Linked DNA regions of Triticum aestivum: region 1 is linked to region 2. The links are chromatin contacts, called in public Hi-C maps. All regions are on one chromosome and are shown on one strand. The core of a region is the stretch at or near the end of the contact, and the rest is flanking DNA. Distances in the headings are between cores, read along the strand shown. Region 1 holds the start of LOC123085367. Region 2 holds the start of LOC123085366 (probable BOI-related E3 ubiquitin-protein ligase 3).

Region 1 (4,644 bases), core at 1,724-4,223, 190 kb after region 2:
GAGGCTCACGGAGTTTAGGCCTATCAGTCTTTGCAATGTTATCTATAAGGTAGTATCTAAGTGCCTGGTTAACCGCCTGCGGCCCATTTTGGATGGGATAATTTCACCGAAGCAAAGCGCCTTTGTCCCCGGGCGGATGATCACTGATAATGCCCTGATAGCATTTGAGTGCTTTCACTCTATTCAACATGAAAAAGACCCTAACAAAAGCTTTTGTGCTTACAAGTTGGATATGTCTAAAGCGTATGACAGGGTGGACTGGATCTTCTTGGAGCGAATGATGCAAAAGATGGGGTTCGCTCGCCGGTGGGTGGACTGGATTATGGCGTGCGTCACCTCGGTGAGATACACTGTTAAATTTAATGGAACCCTCTTGGATTCGTTTGCACCGTCGCGAGGGCTACGGCAAGGTGATCCACTCTCCCCTTTTTTGTTCCTACTGGTGGCTGATGGTTTGTTTGCTTTGTTGAAAGATGCTGAAGAAAAGGGGGAATATACACCTTTGAAAGTGTGTCGACGAGCTCCAGGCGTGTCACACTTGCTTTTTGCAGATGATACCCTGTTATTTTTTAATGCAAAGGAGGAGCAAGCAAAAAAGGTACATGAGGTTCTCACTGTGTATGAACGGGCAACAGGACAATGCATTAACCCAGCTAAATGCAGTATACTTTTTGGCAATTCGTGTACCATGGAGGACCAGGAAAGGGTCCGCTTTGTACTGCATGTGAATGTTCTGGATTTTGAGGACAAGTATTTGGGCCTTCCAACACCTGATGGCCGTATGTCGCGAGGTAAATTTCAGAATTTGCAATCCAGGCTACTGAAAAGAATCATCGCATGGGGGGATACCCTTTCTCTTGCTGGTAAGGAAACGATGATAAAAGCTGTTGCACAGGCCATCCCAACTTATATCATGGGTGTTTTCAAGTTTCCTATGTCCGTATGTGATGATCTGAATAGGATGGTGCAGAACTTTTGGTGGGGCTCTTCGGAAGGGAAGAGGAAAACACATTGGCTGGCTTGGCCCAAAATTTTGGCGCATAAGATGAAGGGCGGTCTGGGCTTCAGAGATTTCCGCCTGTTCAACCAGGCCCTGCTTGCCAGGCAGGCGTGGCGTTTACTCACTAATCCTAATATCTTATGTGCACAGGTGCTTAAGGCTCGCTACTATTCGGAGGGTCGCCTTGAAGATACTGTCTTCTCGGGGAACGCCTCCCCTACATGGCAGGGCATCCAACATGGCCTTGAGCTCTTGAAGAAGGGCATCGTGTGTCGTGTCGATGATGGACATAACATCCGCATTTGGTGTGATCGCTGGCTGCCTACCGAGCCATCGCGCCAGCCCATTACCCAGCAAGGAACCTGCCGGCTCAGGAGAGTTGCCGAGCTCCTTGACGAGGCAGGCAACTGGCGTATGGACCTTCTTCGTCGCCACTTCCTCCCTCCGGACATTGACTCTATCAGCAGCATCCGCACATCGCCTCGCGCCACCGACGACATCATCGCATGGGCGCCTGAGAGGAACGGTATCTTCACCGTTTGATCCGCCTACCGCCTAGCCATGGACGAGCGTGAACGTCCATTGGCAACTGCTACGAGCAGGGCACCGGATGGTCATCGCGCCATCTGAAAGATCATATGAGGGTGCCCTGCTCCCCCAAAGGTACGTGTGTTCGCATGGAGAATTGTAACCAACTCGCTGGCTACCTGGGCTAACAAGTTTTGTCGCCACCTTGAGCTTACTGACATATGTCCCCTCTGTGGTGTGGAACGAGAGGACGGCTTCCACGCGATGTGCAGGTGCCCACTTGCCAGGGACCTTTGGCGAGCCATGGAGAAAGATTGGTCGATCCCCAAGGTGGACACCATAGAGAATGATGGACCAGAGTGGCTCTTCACGCTTCTGAACCCTCTGTCGGACACGACGCGTATGGTCGTCCTCATGATCATGTGGCGGGCGTGGTACATCCGCAATGAAATTACCCACGACAAGGCTCCTCCGCCCACAGAAGCATCCAGGCGTTTTCTTCACGGGTACATCACGTCTTTGCTGAGCATCCACCAATTCCCACATGCAGACTTGGTGAAAGGCAAAATGGTTGTGCATGAAGTTGGCCGGCCTATACATGCAAGCAGTGTGAAGGAGCCAACGCTTCAATGGGTACCCCCTCCACCCGGCTGGACAAAACTCAACACCGACGGAAGTTTTGTCCAGGCCACAGGTGCAGCAGGTGGTGGTATGGTCCTGAGAAATGAAAAAGGAGAGCTCATCTTCACAGCATGCAGGCAGTTGTTTACATGTAATAATAGCCTCCAAGCGGAGTTGGAAGCATGCAGGGAGGGACTGCAGCTGGCCTTGCACCGTACAAACATGCCCATCTTGGTGGAGTTGGGCAGTACTGAAGCGGTCTCGATGCTGTCAGCACAGTCGGCGAATCGCTCACAAGTCCGAGCGCTAGTCGAGGAAATACGTGGAATAGTAGCTGTTGAATCAAGGGAGATTTCCTTTTCTCATATTAGTAGATCACAAAATAATACTAGTCACGCACTCGCCGCTTATGGGCGTAGTACCCCGCGCACGGCTGTTTGGTTACGATCGGGATTACACTGCATTGTAAACCTTTCAGAGGCCAGGAAGCCTCATTGAGTTAATGAAATCTTCGTTTATCCCGCAAAAAAAAAAAACATTGGCGATCTTGTTTTGACGGACCAAAACCCAAATTGACGGTCCCCGACGACAAGAAGGCTGCCGGGGGGCGGACCTACCAACCAGTTCACTCCTGCTGACCGCGGTACCAGCAGCACGACCGGCCGAGGACCGCCACCAGCAGCAGGAGGCCACTGCAACCGCAAAACATAACGGTGCGGGACAGCGAGAGCGCGCGCGCGACCGAGCGTGACGGGGTCTCCAACGCCTCAACGTGCGCGCCCACACATACATGCGGCTCCAAAGCCTTGCAATCTTGACCAGTGCCGGCCGGACGGACGGAGCGGGGCTGGCGGAGCGCCCTATCCCACCATGTCCATGTGATGGCGAGGGAACCAGCACGCGCCCTCCCCTCGCGAATTCAGCCCTCCATCCAGCTAGCCCAGCCACAAGCCAGGCTGCCACCTCCCCCCCTCCAACCATCGTCTCCCTCCCTTCCACCTCCACCACACCACGCCCACGCCCACGCCGCACCACAACCGCCGCTCCACCCTGGTTCCACCCCGCCCCCCGCCTCCCCCCTCCCCTCAAATCCCCCGCCCCCGCGCGTGCCGAATCCGCCGTCGATCGCCGCTCCGCCCCCCCACCCAGCGCGCGGCTTCCCGCGATGGCGCTGTCCGCGTCGGCGGCGTCGGCGGGGAGGGGCGCGCGGGCCGAGAAGGTGCGCAGGATCTTCGAGCGCTTCGACGCCAACGGGGACGGCGGGCTCGACCGGGCCGAGATGGCCAAGCTCGTCGTCGCCGTCAACCCACGGGTCAAGTTCAGCGACGACCAGATCTCCGCCATCCTCGACGAGGTCTTCCGCACCTACGCCGAGTTCATCCTCCCGGGGGGGCAGGGCCTGTCTCTCACCGGCCTGCTCCGCACCTACGACGACGGCGCCGGGGACGTCGACCGCGACTTCCTCGCGCTCTCCCTTCCCGCCGTCGACTCCGACGCTTCCTCCCCCGAGATCGGGCCCGGGGACGCCGCCGCCTCCTCCTCCCCGACCTCCGGCGCCGCCGTCGCCGCCTCGCTGCTCGACGACCACCTCAAGCCGCTCGGCATCGGCGGCACGGGCCCCTCGTCCAGCTCCCGCGCCGCCGTCGCCGCGCCGGCCTGGGCGACCTCGCCCAGCCACGGGATTGCCTTCGATTCCTCCTGGGCGCTCCTCGACGACCTGGAGATACTCGTCAAGCGCCTCCGCTCCAAGCAGCTGCGGAAGACCTCCTCGGTCGACACCAGCGGGGGCGGCAGCAATCTCGACTCCTTCTCCGAGGCCGGCTGGTCCAGGGAGATCTCCGCCTCCGCCGATTCGGGTTTGGCGTCCGCGCCGTGGGACGAGACCAGCCGGGACTACCTCACCTTCGTCAAGGAGCTCGCTGTTCTCCGCACGCGCGCGGACGCCTCCCGCTCTCGCGAGGAGGCCTTCGACAACCACATGGTCATCGGCCGGGCGCTCTCCGAGCACCGCCTCTTCCGAGACGCCCTTGCCAGCTTCCGCCGTGCCTGCGAGCTTCAGCCCACCGACGTCCGCCCGCACTTCCGCGCTGGTAACTGCCTCTACGCCCTGGGCCGCCACGCCGAGGCCAAGGAGGAGTTCCTCCTTGCCCTCGAGGCGGCAGAGGCAGGTAACTCCCAGTCCGCGGACATTCTCCCACAGATCCATGTCAACCTTGGTATTGCAATGGAGGCTGAGGGGATGGTGCTTGGTGCCTGCGAGCACTATCGAGAGGCTGCCATACTGTGCCCATCCCATGCCCGCGCGCTGAAGCTCCTTGGGAGTGCACTCTTTGGTGTTGGGGAATACCGTGCAGCGGAGAAGGCACTGGAGGAGGCCATCTTCCTGAAGCCAGACTATGCTGATGCGCACTGTGATCTTGGGTCAGCCTTGCATGCAGTAGGGGATGATGACCGTGCAGTTCAGGAGTTCCAGAAAGCAATTGATCTTAAACCTG
Region 2 (4,674 bases), core at 1,939-4,438:
ATATGGATGTTGCATTAAGAGCCGATTTTAGAGTAATAGGGAAGGGATTTCAGTTGCATGGTGTATGTCTAAAATTTGAATGAATAGCGTGAAGCTCTTATCGTCATTTTTCTTCACAATGTCATGCTTTTCTTCTTTACTGTATATAAGAACACTGCATGAAAAGTTTGGATTAACATTATACATTTATATTTTGAGTTCAAAATTCACAGTGACATGTTTTTAGTGTCTTCATGCGTATATCAGGTTTCAGGATAGGACTCTATCGATAAACCTATTTTTTTTGGTAAAACGAGCCAAGCAAGTCTTTTTTTTACGAGAGCAAGCAAGTATTTTTGAAAGGCCATATGTTAAATATCATCCCTCACAAGAAACCTTCTTATGTTAGTAAGAAATTACGTGCAAGTCCTTGCCAAATCAGCATTGTGTTCCTTCTGCATCCATAGATGATGTGTCATGAAAAAATATCATTACCGTCTCTAGGCCTCCGTCTCACCGGAGTAACCTGGTTCAAACCCATAAGCTTGTAGAAGCACTGGACGGGAAGTCATCTATGTAGACCAGAAGACAATGGTGCCCATGAATTGGGTAAATCATCGTCATGGAGAAGTCGGAAATGAGGGCTAGAGGATAATCTCGACTCCAACCAGACAAAGGAGGGGAACACAACCTTACAAGTTCCTCGACAAAGCCGTCTCTGGTTGAGCTTCATTGGATTGATATGGACCTAGAGAACAAAATAACATGGCAACACCATCTCCTCCACATGTGGCCGCTGTCGTGAACAAGCATTAATCACACCAGACCAAGTGCCCGACGTTTGACACCATCCATGGACTCATCGATGCAACTTCTACATGGAAAAAGTCGAGGAATAATTATTCCCATCGTTGATGTTGCCCAACTCCACCGACAACGAAGAACTTGAAGACTCTACGAGACACGGTCAAGACATTTGGATCCGGGATCCCCCATATCCCCCCTACCGCAGTAGACGACAAAGGCCAACGGAATCCGCAGCGACACTGGTGGCTCGAGGGGGTGCAAGTCGCCTCCAGGTCGCCTCTCTCAAGAAACCCTAGAAAAAATGTTTCAGGATTTTATTAGTTTTCTATTTATCTATTCTAAAATGCAAAACCTATAGCTGAACCACTCGTCCAAAGTGCACCATTTAAATATCCAAAATTTTGAGTTTTGGGAAAATTAGGTGCAACGTCCAAAATTATTATTTTTTGTAATAAGGATTTTTCTTGGTTTCTGGTATGATCCGTGTTACCTTAATCCTATTTTCTCTAGTCATGTGATTAAAGAAAATTCTTTCTCTGTATAGTATTACAATAACAGCCACGAAGTAATTCGGTGAAACACCTTTGGGCTACTATAGAATCTTTTCTTTTATAACACTAAGCTCCCTAAGTTTGGAGCCCTCTGATTCAATCGAGGTCTCCAATTTGAATTTTGATCACACAATTTTGATCAGGTCAACGATTTCTCAACGAGCTCTCTTATTTAATTCCTTTAATTCAATATACCCCTTAATTTTTAAGGCATCATAGTCAATTGAGGTCTCCAATTTAGTATTGGGTCAACCGATTTTGACCGGGTTAACGATTTCTCAAGGAGTTCTTTTATTCAATTCTTTTAATTAACTATGCTTCCTATTCACTATGCTCTCTAATATTTAATCCACAATGCTTGCCAATGTTTTAGGCTTCATAGTCAATTGAGGCCTCCAATTTAGAATTGAGTCATCCGATTTTGACCCGGTCAATTATTTCTCAAGGAGCTCTCTTGTTCAATTATTTTAATTTACTATGCTTCCTATTCACTATGCTCCCTAATTTTTAAGGCCTCATATCATCTGAAGTCTTCAATTTATAATTGGATCACCCGATTTTGACCAGGTCAAAAAATTTCAAGGAACTTTCTTATTTAATTTTTTAATTCACTACGCTCCCTAATTTTGAAGCTTTCTTGTTGATTGAGATATTCAATTTTGGATTTAGTTCATGATTTTGATCGGGTCATTGATTGTTCAAATCAATCGACAACAACTGACCTATAAAAACATATCAACCCCGCGCACCCCCTCACCACCCAGAAAAAAATAAGCGCTAACATGCGATACTGTAGCACCAATATAGTACATGTAGTCAGGGGCGCATAACTTTTTCCACATAAGTATGAATTTATTAGCAGATAATACAGAAACACACCGCGAAGCTACACCAAAACACCGCGTCGTGATAAAAGGAAATCACACTCCATCATTTCCCTCACTTGCCAAACCAAATACTCCCTCATTTCCAAAATATAAGGTATATTAGTTTCTTGAAAAGACTAAAATTTAAACTTTGACCAAGTTTAAAGCCTAAAATATCGACACCAACAATACTAAATAATTAAAATATGAAAATTCATTTCATGATGAATCTAATGGTAGCAATTTTATATCATGGATATTGATATATTTCTCTATGAATTTGGTCAAACTTAAAGAGATTTGACTTAAAAAATATAATACACATTATATTTTGAAACAGAGAGAGAAAAAAAGTTATAAAATCCAACAACACCAACAAGCGACAAAGCGCGCCAAACCCTTCTAATTTGAAATGAAAGCAAAGCTATGTTTCATATATTCTAGCCATCTATCACGACCTCCTCTACAACACACAAATCAAAAAGGGGGAAAGATTATGTGTCGTGCTTTATCTCTTTGTGCACAAATTGTTGTGCTTTTTGTGCGAAAATACATCTGCATCAAACTTTGTTTTTCTCTTTGATTTTACATTCATTGAATCCTGTAAATATTGTCTATACGAATACAACGCAATAACTTGTGTGCGTACCCTCTATTTTTAAATATAAGTTTTTTTAGAGATTACAATATGGATTAGATACGTATGTATATAGACGGATTTTAGAGTGAGATTCAATATATAGTCCATATTAAAATCTTTTAAAAAGACCTATATTCAGGAACGGAGGGAGTATATATTGAGGGAAAATAGTAGATTTAGGAACAATACGAAGGGCTTTACAACAAAATACATCTCAAAATCTAATGAAGCACGGGGAACGCAGAAATATCGAACCGACATGTGGGCTCCAAGGTTCATGACCCCACATGTCAACTGCACATCTACTTGAAGTAAACCAAACCCAAATCACACTATTTGCCGGCACTCAGTACAGAGCCCAATTCCGCCTTCTCTCTCCTCCCTTTCCGACGAGGCGACCTGCCCCTTTCCCCTCTCGCGCACCTTCCTCTCGCCATGGCCTTCTTCTCCCACCACCACCTCCAGCAGCCCCACCCCGCGGCGCCGCCACCGCAGCAGCAGCAGCAACCGCCGGCGCCCCTCTCCTTCAGGTGCCCCATCTCAATTTCGGCCCCGTGCCATTTCTCCGTCCGTTTTCCTGCGGTAAGACGAGTCGCGCTAAAATCCCCTTCCTAATGCCCGTGAAATTTCGGCAGGAACGCGCTGCCGGTGCCGATCGATGGACAGATCCCGGCGCCTCTCGCCTTCTTCAACGCGCCGCCCGCTTTCCCGGACCAGGCCCGGCAGCCACAGAGTAAGCGCCCCCCCCCCCCCCCCCCCCCGCCCGCGAATCTCCCCATTCGTCTTTCGAAAATCCAATTGAATTGACGCTGATTTTCGAGGGATTGGAATTGAAATTTCATTGGATTTTGCTGCGTTCTGTGTAGTAGTGGACGCGGCGGGGCTGACGGCTGCGGCGGGTATGGGGTGGAGGCAGCCGAGGGAGCAGGAGCTGCTGGGGGAGAACTCGCAGATGTCGTCCATCGATTTCCTGCAGACGGGCTCGGCGGTGTCGACGGGCCTGGCGCTCTCTCTGGAGGACAGGCGCCATGGCGGCGGCGGCGCTGGCGCAGGGAACTCCTCGGGCGATTCGCCGCTGCTCCTGCTGCCGATGCTGGACGACGACATCTCCCGTGAGGTCCAGCGTCTAGATGCTGATATGGACCGCTTCATCAGGGCCCAGGTCACGTGCTCTCGAACCTTTTCCTTTGGGCGATTTGAGTTGTGCAATCCGTTCTATGCTTTACATGCTGTCTTTTTATCAGTTGACGAAGGTTTGTTGGGGTAATTAGTGAAGCGTTCACTTTGTCAGGTCAATATAGTCTCTGCAGGTGAAGGGCACATATAGATAGTCTCTTCACTTCACTTTTCTAATGTTGCAGGTTTCTTATTTTCTTATTAAGGCATGCGACGATTCTCGATTACTGGTAGCTCTCATGAGTGAATTCTCATGGTATGCCGTTTAAATAAATCTTGTGAGTCTTAAACATAAGAACGGTGAAATATTAATGAAGAAAAAACTGGGTAAATATCATTGGTACCACCCAAATCTTGTGGTTCAATTAAACACCACCAAAAGCTCAAACTCCTCTTCCATTTGCCTTTCGGTTGGCTCCGTTACACCACACTAGCAGCAATGTACTCGACCATCTGAATCCCAGTCCAACATTGGAATCCCAAATGAGATCTGAACACTCAGCTACGGTGAGTACATGATCTACTGTCTGCAGCTTGGGGTCAGTCCCCAGGAACCTAACAGGTACCAATACCCGAGTAAAACAGAAGCTCTCGTCTTAATTTGCAGTTGTACCGAACCAAGCAGATGGAGCAGACCTGAATACAGGTCGGAGGA

What was found. Hi-C and Micro-C count contacts between places; a contact is called where the count stands out from the background.
Region 1: a contact with region 2 is called in a Hi-C map of leaf, with 4 times the contacts expected there. The contact joins the promoter of LOC123085367 here to the promoter of LOC123085366 in region 2. A contact is called at or near these places in 2 of 5 Hi-C or Micro-C datasets (both in leaf).

Annotation. Positions count from the first base shown.
Region 1 is chr4A:95,377,290-95,381,933 of IWGSC CS RefSeq v2.1, forward strand. LOC123085367 reads left to right here and starts at 2,974. Exons shown (of 1, transcript XM_044506992.1): 1 at 2,974-4,644. The coding sequence starts at 3,315.
Region 2 is chr4A:95,190,179-95,194,852 of IWGSC CS RefSeq v2.1, forward strand. LOC123085366 (probable BOI-related E3 ubiquitin-protein ligase 3) reads left to right here and starts at 3,189. Exons shown (of 4, transcript XM_044506991.1): 1 at 3,189-3,373; 2 at 3,479-3,576; 3 at 3,713-4,005. The coding sequence starts at 3,279.